Linked DNA regions of Sus scrofa: all the other regions are linked to region 3. Evidence: chromatin contacts called from public HiChIP or PLAC-seq data. All regions are on one chromosome and are shown on one strand. Each heading gives the region's core, a stretch centred on a gene start, on an enhancer-like site or on the middle of the called end of the contact. The rest is flanking DNA. Distances are from core to core; before and after follow the strand shown.

Region 1 (3,016 bases), core at 295-2,794, 130 kb before region 3:
CAAAAAAAATAACTAAAAAGCATGCTGGTCACTGATAGCAAATTTACTTCCCCAACTCCTGAATACTAAAGTGAGGAGAACATTTTCCACCAAATATAACAGGGCTACTTTTAACACTCTTAGGAGAACACTAGTGCTATAAACAAAAAAAATACCCATCAGAAGGGCTGTTTTTCAAACTTTTCCAAATACCCTCAAAAAAGGTATTTTTACAGGAGCAAATACGTATATAGCTGAATTAACAGTTTCATGTAACAAACTAATACTTTCTATTTTTTTAGAATTGTGATCACCACCCACTAAAAGTGATTTTATGACCCAGTAAGCCAGCACCTACAGTTTGAAATACTGGTTTCTAACTCTCACTATTGAGCAATTACAATTATTTATAAAACTACCATATGTTAGCTATTGAAAGAAAAGGTACACAAATATCTAGTGTACTGTATTCTAAACCAAGACATTCTAGTTAATGCTAACCATTCTACTCTCAAAAGAGTCCACAAGTTTCAAAACGATACTTTTAACAACTGTGTACAGTACATCAAGCACCTTCAAAAAAACCCAAACTTACAAATTTTTATTGCCTTAACTACAATACTCTGAATATACTATAAACTAATCAGACTACTATACAGCAGAAAAACGGATAAAAAGTTACTGTATTTTTCTGAACTACATTTAAATTTAGAACTTAACATTACATTTTCTTAAACTACTGCATGATTTTCAGGCCAATAAAAATAAACGAGGACTGCTAAATGCGGTTTTAACTAGAAGTGCCAAAAAAGCGATACATTATCAATAAAGTTAAAAAAAGAAAAATCATTCAGTCTTCCGATTTACTTTAAGAATTTCACACTCACTATCCCCAATGCCCTGATGCCGTTTGCCAACCCGCTCATAAATGGAAAGTCAATTTTAAAAAGCCTAAGAGTTGAAAAATGTGCCAAAAACACACCCTCAACTCTGACACACAAGGCAGGGGGCCAGTCCCTACTGTAAAAATTGTAAAGACCGAAGGCCACTGCCAGCCAAGGACATAAAGGTTACGCATTCCTCACACTCGAGTCCTCCGGGAACGTTTATCAGCCAGCCCGCTTGCAGGGTGTGCAGCCCAAATCAGTGCTGGGGCCGCTGGCGGTGGCCCTGGTCGCCGTGCACAAGACCGTCCCCCGGGATCCCACTTCCTACCGCCCGCCCGGCCCCTCCCCCGCCAAGGACGGCCGCCGGTTGGACCCAGTCGCACAGCTGCTCCGTGGCCGGAGGCTGCACTTGGTGGGACGGATTAGAGGCAGGGAGCCAGCCCAGGGCCTGCCAGCCAGCGAGCCCCGGCCCTCCCCCGCACTTCCTACCTTCCCTCCAGCATCCCAGCCCCCAAGACCAAGGTCTCCCCGGCCCACAAACCTGATAGCGGAAGCGACGTCAGGGGGACCTGGCGGCGCCCGCAGCCAGTTACGCCAAAGCAGGAGGAGATGCTGGCCAATGGGCACGGCGCGGGGGCGGGACTTCCCCCGCCCAAGTTTGATTGAAGTGGGGGGAGGTGCTGGGTGAAGAATGTGAAGAATGACCCCTCCCCCCGTCCGTGAGGCGCTGGGCGGGAAGCGGAGGGGGTTGGGGCTGGACGCGCCACGCGGCGCCCATCCCCCGCCCGCGCCGCCGCCTCCCGCGGCCTCAGCTCGCCACCCGCCAGCCCGGCCTGCTCTGGCCCCCAGGCCTCTCTACCAACCAGGCCGCCGCGGTCCCCTTTTCCCAGCTCCGCCAGGGGTCCGAGAGAAGAAAAATGGCGACGGGCCCGCGCTCGCTGTCTCGCTTCTGTACCCACCTCAGGCTCGTGGAAGAGCCAACGGCCAGCCGCCGCCCTCCGCGGGGACAGCCCGGCCCCGGCGCTTGCCGCCCGCAGCCACCGGAAAGTCGCACGCGAAGACCCGGATGGAGGTGCGGGCTGGCGGGCCGCGGCGGCCGGAGGGAAGGGAGCGCGGGCGCCGGGAGGCCGAGGCAGGGGCGGGCTCGAGCGCAGCGCGCGAACTCATTGGCGAGGCCGTTTGACTGACGTAAACATTGCCCTTTGCCTCCGCCGAGCCAGGCTCGCTGGGACCTCACTGGAGGGCGGCGGCTGGACCCGCCTCGCGAAGGGCGGGGCGACCAGGGCCCACCCACCTTGCCCGCTCCCCATTTCTTATTGGACCGCCGGGAGAGTGGTGGCACGGGGTCTTGCAGTCCGCTCGTGATCGATCGGCGCTGTCACGTGGTCGCTGGCCTCGCTGGGGGCGGCTGTGCCTGGCCCCCTGGTTGCCGGAACGTCTTGCGTGCGACCCCCACAAGGACTGTCCCGCCCGCCGCCCCCTGAGGCTTCAAGTAGACCCACCCACTTTGCTTCAGTTTACGCAGCTGTAGATGAGGCAGCCAATCGAAGGCCCCAAGTTTTGAAGAGTCTTGTCTTTTCAAAGCAATGTTTAATTTTCCTACTTTAACGTTTGCTGAAAATATCATTCCTCCGTTCCAATAATGACCCTCCCAAACTAGGACCCCGGAAAGCACTGCTTAGGTAAACTTTCAGGTCTCTCAATGGCTGGGAGCCCCACAAGCTGAGTCTGTCTTTCCTCACTGTTAACTTTGCGCACAAGGTTTTAAAAAAGCAGAAACAGAACACAAAAATTCATCCTAATGGATAATAGAAATGTTTTTGAACAGCACTTAGTTTACCTGGTGCGTTTATATTTACGATCTCAGGTGGCAGTATCTAACACTTGTATTACTACAATGCAATACACGGAAAAGGAGTTAAACTGAAGAGTTAATTTTGTGGGCTGAAGTGAACAAGAAACTAGAGGAGGAAAACCTTGAGCTTGGGGCAGCCTGCTGGGCCAGGAAGAGGAGGAGGTTCAGAGTCCTGAGAAAACGTACAAACTTCCTAGACTGGAGTTCCAAGAGTAGCCAGGCCTAAACCGGCCCAGAGGTCCAAGGTCACTAAGGCCTTGCCATCTCAGACCCCTCTGCTTGTCTACACCTCTCT
Region 2 (3,072 bases), core at 386-2,885, 180 kb before region 3:
AAAAAAAAAAATCAACTCTCAAAGAACCCGCAGCCAAAATGGACCAACCGCGCCGCCCTCGCCCGGCTTTCCCGACCCGCTTTACCAGGGAGCCAGTGGCCAAAGGTGGGCTAGCTCACCACAAGCTCGGAAAGTCGTCCAAGCCTCACGAACCAAGGTCCGGCGGCGCGAAAGTACGCTACCCACAATTCCTCGGGGTGGGACTACCATACCCACAATGCCCTGCGGCACGGGTACACCCCCACCCCCCAACCTGACCAGGCCTTTTATAAGGCCGCCAGCTCCAGCGTTCCATCCCTCTGCTCCTCCGGCACCTGCGGTCCAGGTAATGACGGCAAGCCAATTGGGGGAACTTCCCGTGTGGCTCAGCAACAATGACCCCGACTAGTATCCATGAGGATTTGGGTTTGATCCCCGGCTTTGCTCAGTGGGCTAAGAATCCGGGAGCTTACAGTGAGCTGGAGTGTCGGTCGCAGACGGAGCTCGGAGCGGATCCCGGATCCCGCGTTGCAGTGTGGGCAGGCAGCTGCAACTCCAATTCAGCCCCAAGCCTGGGAACCTCCATATGCCACAGGTGCGGCCCTAAAATGGGAAAAAGAGAAAAAAAAAAAAAAAAAAAAGGAAAAAGTAAGCATGAAAACATATAGGGCTACAATAACTAAAATAAAAATTATTTTACTAGTCCAAAAATCATGGGTTATATGTAACAGAATAGGAATCTCAGGAACATAAAGTCTTTACAAAGAGACTCTAGGAATTTGACAAAAGTGTTTTAAAGTTACTTCCTGTTTACTTCTCAAAATGGAGTACTGGGAACCAGATTTAACCCCTTGCCTAAAACAACTTTTAAATGACATGACAAGTTTGAAGACACTGGACGTAAGACAACGAAGAGCAATGAACCCTGATAAATGGGTGAGGAACCAGGTGCAAGCCTTTGAGCATCACTGGTTGGAGAGAAATTTCAGGTCACAGGGGAGAGAAAGGAAATCCAGTGAGGGTCCTCTTCCTGAAGTTCCACTGGGTGCCAACCAGCATGCACATGTACAACCCCTAGGAAAGAAACTGAAAAGGAAGGAGGGAAATACCCTTAGTTCACATAGGGCCAGGAACAGTGTCTGTTCCTAACAGAGTGGAAATCATAATTCCCATGCATAGTGTGGAGTAAAAATACAGGGTTTTGCCTGAATGATAGGAGCAAAATTAGGCCTAAATGCTTGATTGAATCTTAAATTAAGGGAGAAGTGTGTCAAATACGTTTCAAAGACCCTTTTTTTTTTAGGTTTTATTTTTATTTATTTTTGCTTTTTTTTAGGGCTGCACCCATGGCATATGAATGTTCCCAGGCCAAGGAGTGGAATCGGAGCTACAGCTGTCAGCCTACACCATAGCTCACCACAATGCCGGATCCCCAACCGAATAAGGCCGGGATCCTGCATCCTCATAAATACTAGTCAGATTCATTTTCACTGCACCATAAGTGGAACTCCGTTTCAGAAATCTTAAGAGTTAGAGTTCCCTGGTGGCTTAATGGGTTAAGGATCCACATGGTCACTGCTTTGGCTTGGGTCACTGCTGTGGTGTGGCTTCAATCCCTGGCCTGGGAACTTTTGTATGTTGTGGGCACAGCCAAAAAAAAATCTTAAACTTTTTTTTTTTTTTTTTTTGCTTTTTAGGGCCACACCCACAGCATATGGAAGTTCCCAGGCTAGGGGTCGAATGGGAGCTGCAGCTGCTGGCCTATGCCACAGCCACAGCAATACCGGATCACAGCATGCCAGATGAGTGAGGCCAGGGGTCAAACCCACATTCTTATGGATACTAGTCGGGTTCATTACAGCTGAGCCACAGCGGGAACTCCCACTTTCATTTCTGCATGCATCATGTATGTAAAATGTATAATATGTAATTATACATATTCTTACATAAAATTTTAAAGAAGGATAAATTCAAGATTTCTCATAAAATGAACATTAAATTTAACATAATTCAATTAAAATAGCATGTGCATATATTTCAATACCACAAAGTAATTCTAATGTTTGTCTGGATGGCTATACTGATGATATTTATCAAAAAATGATTAATAAAAGTCAATTTGCTCAGGAGTTCCCATTGTGGCCCAGTGGAAACTAATCTGACTAGGAACAATGAGGTTGCGAGTTTGTTCCCTGGCCTCGCTTAGTGTGCTATGGTGTAGTTCTCAGATGCAGCTTGAGATCCAAACTTGGCTTGAATCCTGTGTTGCTGTGGCTGTGGTGTAGGCCAGCAGCTGTAGCTCCAATTGGACCTCTAGCCTGGGAACCTCCATATGCCACAGGTTCAGCCCTAAAAAGCAATTAAAAAATTAAAAATTTATAAAAACCTCAATTTGCTTTATTTGAGTTACAAAGGTATAATAATCTGTGTCAGTGATGCAAGTCAGCTGTATGGAACTAAGGGAACATCAATAAATTAGCTAATAAGGAAGAGAGGGAGGAAAATTGAGAAAGCTTATTTCAAATCAGTTTGGAAAGCCTGAAAAGTAGTTATTTGGGAGAAATTAAGCTAGTTCACAAGGCAAATATAAAAAACGAAATCAGAGATGTAATACGAAATATTATTTTGAAAACCATCTTGTGGTATGGAAAGCCTCTGCAGGCGTTGTACTGAAACCAAGACCATAAAGAAAAGAATGCCTCAAGACAACAGCGCCAGGAGAGGTGTGCTCATACTCCTTGGTGGCTTTCTCTCTCATCTGTCTGGGAAATCCAGCTGAAGTGACCAAGCCTGCTATTGAGAGAGAAAAGGGACGTTTTTGTAAACATTGGTGCCTTAAGCTTTGAAACAGAGCAAAGTCTGACGAACTACTATGAGCCATGGGGAAAACTTACAGACTGTGTGGTAGTGAGGAATCCTGCAAGCAAATAATCAAGAGTATTTGGTTTTGTAACTTTTTCTTCCATAACTGAAGTTGATGCTACAAAATCTCATTTAATTGAAGGAAGAGTGATTGAGCCAAAATGCGTTGTAGCAAGAGAGGAACCTGGAAAACCTGGCACTCAGGCAACTGAAGAAGCTATTTGTTGCTGC
Region 3 (3,092 bases), core at 431-2,930:
TTTATAACAGTATCAAAAAGTATTAAATATTTAGGGCTACATCTGACAAAAGATGTGAAAAGGCTGTATACTGAAAACTGCAGAACACTACCGAGAAAAAAAAAAAAAGAGAACTTAAAAAAATGGCAATGGAGTTCCTGTTGTGGTGCAGTGGTTAACGAGTCCGACTGGGAACCATGAGGTTGCAGGTTCCATCCCTGCCCTTGCTCAGTGGGTTAAGGATCTGGCGTTGCCCTAAGCTGTGGTGTAGGTTGCAGACGCTGCTCCCATCCCGTGTTGCTGTGGCTCTGGCGTAGGCTGGTGGCTACAGCTCTGATTCGACCCCTAGCTTGGGAACCTCCTTATGCCGCGGGATCGGCCCCATAAAAGCCAAAAAGACAAAAAAAAAAAAAAAAAAAAAAAAAAAAAAGAAAAGAAAAGAATAAAAGGCAAGATCTTGGAGTTCCCGTTCTGGCACGGCAGAAACGAATCCGACTAGGAACCACGAGGTTGCGGGTTTGATCCCTGGTTTGTAGCCACAGAGACTTGAGTTTAAATTCCAGGTCTTCAATTTAATAGCTCTGACTGCAGGAAGACCCTCGATTTTCTCATTATATAAAGTGGAATGCCAGTTTGTTTTAGAGACCAAGTAAAATTACGAGTGTATCTGTGTGATGTCACAAAACTTTTCTAATAGTTAGATGGCCTCTGACATTCTTCCAACTCAGTCTATGAACGCCAGTTTGTTTTAATCTTTTAATACATACAACTATCACGGAAATGTTTCTCTTCCCTTAAAGCAGTGTTTCTCATCTTTTTTCCCCGTTTTCCCTAGGAGCCCTTTAGACATTTTCTCAGCTTCCATTAACATTTTAACGCCACAGATAGTGGGTGCATCTGCTCATGTTCTGTGGCCCTTTGGAAAGAACAAACCTTTTGCCGCGCCCCCCCCCCCCCCCAAATATGAGCACTATTACTCATGTTGAAAACGTCCATCCTACGGAGAGGTGACTTGGTCAAGAGCACTGCACAAATTAGGAGCAGAATTAGGTCCACGTCAGAGTCACAAAGTGATGGTCTGGCTCCCACTGTGTTTACTTATTTACTTCGAATTAGTTCCTAACACTTAGAAAACTGGAGCTTCTACAGGAGAATGCCCACATTCAGCTTCTAGAGATCAGGTCGGGTCCTGGGCGGGGGCCGGCGGAAGCCGAGGGCGGTCTCTCGCGCCCCTGCGCTGCAGCTCCAAAACCCAGGCCAATCCCGCTCATGGAGGTATCCTCCAACACTCACCACGTGAGGAACCGGACGTTAAGGACGCAGCTGGAGTCTCTGGCGCAGCTGTGTTAACCGCAGGTCGCGCGCCTCCAGCCCTGCTCGGCATCGGCATCCGGAGCCCTCGCAGCCGGAGAGCGGGTCAGTTTTGCAGCCTCCCCGCCGGCCCCGCCCCACTCGCCCCGGGCTGCTGGCCTGGCTGATCCCAGCCTCAACCGAACGCCAGGGCGTTCCGGAGGCTCCGCCGCCCCCACGGCAACCGCAACGCCGCAATCCCCCAGCCCGCCCGCCACTCACCGCAGCCAGGCGCTCGGAGATGAAGCGACGCTCCTCCGCTGTGCCGGCGCCCCCCGACGCCTCGCGCCGCACCAATCGCCGCTGCGCGCTTCCGCATGTGACGCGAGCTGGCCAATGGAAGCTCGAGACGGTCCGTGACGCGACTGGCTGCTCCCGGCGCTTTCAGAGCCGGCTGCGGGCGGCGGGGTGAGCTGGCTACTGCGGCGCGGGCGGACTGCTGGGCCGCTAGAGGGGGCGGGGGTCTGAGCGTGTTGGGTGGGCCCTGCCTTGGTTCTGCGTGGCTGCTTGTAACTGAAGTCCGGCTCTGACTCCAGGTGCTCTCTGCGGGCCACGCCGCAGTTCGGTAGGAGAAGGATCTCAAGACGCCCGTTAGCGATGATCCAGGCATGGAAAGCCAGTGGGTGCTGTTGCTGCAGTTGCTGTAATAACCTCTAGTCCCCCAGGATGGAGAAGGAATACTGGCGAACTGTGTAGAAAAACCTTAACATATCCACGACTCCGCTTCCTGGTAGAAAGAGCTGACGGGGAAGGTAGAAAACCCGTGCCTCACTTCCAGCTCCACGTCTCAAAATCCTCACTCACACAAGAACATAACTTAAAGGGAATATGGGAAGTGTAGTTGCCACATCCCCAGCCAAAAGGTAGATGGAATGGAACTGGTGAATACCAATTCACATTATCCACCATGTAGAGATGCCACTAAATGGCCTGGTGAAGGAGAGATAATCAGGTCTCGCTTTGATCCTCCGTCCTCCCCAGGAATAGTATGCAGAAGCTAAGGCTGCACTTGGTGCACTTCACTTTTGATCTGTTTAAATCAAAGGTGCATTATTTTAAAAAATGAATACTACATATAATACTACATATAAACCCTAATTTTAAGTAGTTTTACATCTCTTGCCAAATAATTCTGGCTTTCTAATCAAAATATTGAAGAAGGAAGGACAAAATGAAAATTAGGTATCAAATTTATTCCTGTGAGTCTGAGTAATTTTTTCTTTTTCTTTCTTTTTTTTTTTTTTTTTTTTTTTTGTCTTTAGGGCCTCACCCGCAGCATATGGAGGTTCCCAGGCTAGGGGTGGAATCGGAGCTGTTGCTGCGGACCTATGCCAGAGTCACGGCAATGCCAGATCCGAGCCACGCAGGTCTGCAATCTACACCGCAGGTGACCGCAACGCAGGATCCTTAACCAACTGAGCGAGGCTGGGTATCGAACCCTCAGCCTCATGGTTCCTAGTCAGATTTGTTTTGCTGCACTAAGACGGGAATTCCCTGAGTCATTCTTAAAGAATAAAATGGGGAGTTTTAGAGTAGAAGGTTTTGTGATGGTGAAAGTAAAATAGACTTCACATGCTAACATAATTTCTCTCATTTTACAGCCACCATAGGAGTAAAAGTTTCATTGTGTTCATGATAAGGAACAATATTGTTGATACAATTTTGTGGGTGATATGGACTAAAAACAGAGCTTTGTTCTTAAATTCTTGTAGGACCACTAAGAGAGCCACTTGCAAGAGAACTTTATTTTCACTAACTGATAT

The links. HiChIP or PLAC-seq counts read pairs in DNA pulled down with a chosen protein or histone mark.
Region 1: an H3K27ac HiChIP or PLAC-seq map of alveolar macrophages shows a contact between it and region 3. The contact joins the enhancer-like site here to the promoter of PTPDC1 in region 3. A contact is called at or near these places in 1 of 5 promoter capture datasets (fetal skeletal muscle), 6 of 47 Hi-C or Micro-C datasets (embryonic fibroblasts, epiblast stem cells, liver and 1 more) and 2 of 2 datasets of contacts at active chromatin or transcription factors (alveolar macrophages and skeletal muscle).
Region 2: an H3K27ac HiChIP or PLAC-seq map of alveolar macrophages shows a contact between it and region 3. The contact joins the promoter of ZNF169 here to the promoter of PTPDC1 in region 3. A contact is called at or near these places in 1 of 5 promoter capture datasets (fetal skeletal muscle), 6 of 47 Hi-C or Micro-C datasets (blood, embryonic fibroblasts, liver and 3 more) and 2 of 2 datasets of contacts at active chromatin or transcription factors (alveolar macrophages and skeletal muscle).

The regions. Positions count from the first base shown.
Region 1 is chr3:43,454,334-43,457,349 of Sscrofa11.1, reverse strand. No RefSeq gene overlaps it. Among named protein-coding and RNA genes, the nearest start is that of MIRLET7A-2, 9.8 kb to the left of the region's middle. Within about 2 kb of position 1,544, at least 81 of the 83 cell types and tissues checked have an H3K27ac peak or open chromatin away from gene starts, as enhancers often do. A contact at or near this core is called in alveolar macrophages, embryonic fibroblasts, epiblast stem cells and 3 more, where this site is marked.
Region 2 is chr3:43,501,788-43,504,859 of Sscrofa11.1, reverse strand. It overlaps ZNF169 (zinc finger protein 169), which reads right to left and starts at 1,635. Exons shown (of 2, transcript XM_021087016.1): 1 at 120-1,635. The coding sequence starts at 210.
Region 3 is chr3:43,319,979-43,323,070 of Sscrofa11.1, reverse strand. It overlaps PTPDC1 (protein tyrosine phosphatase domain-containing protein 1), which reads right to left and starts at 1,680. Exons shown (of 10, transcript XR_002342485.1): 1 at 1,552-1,680.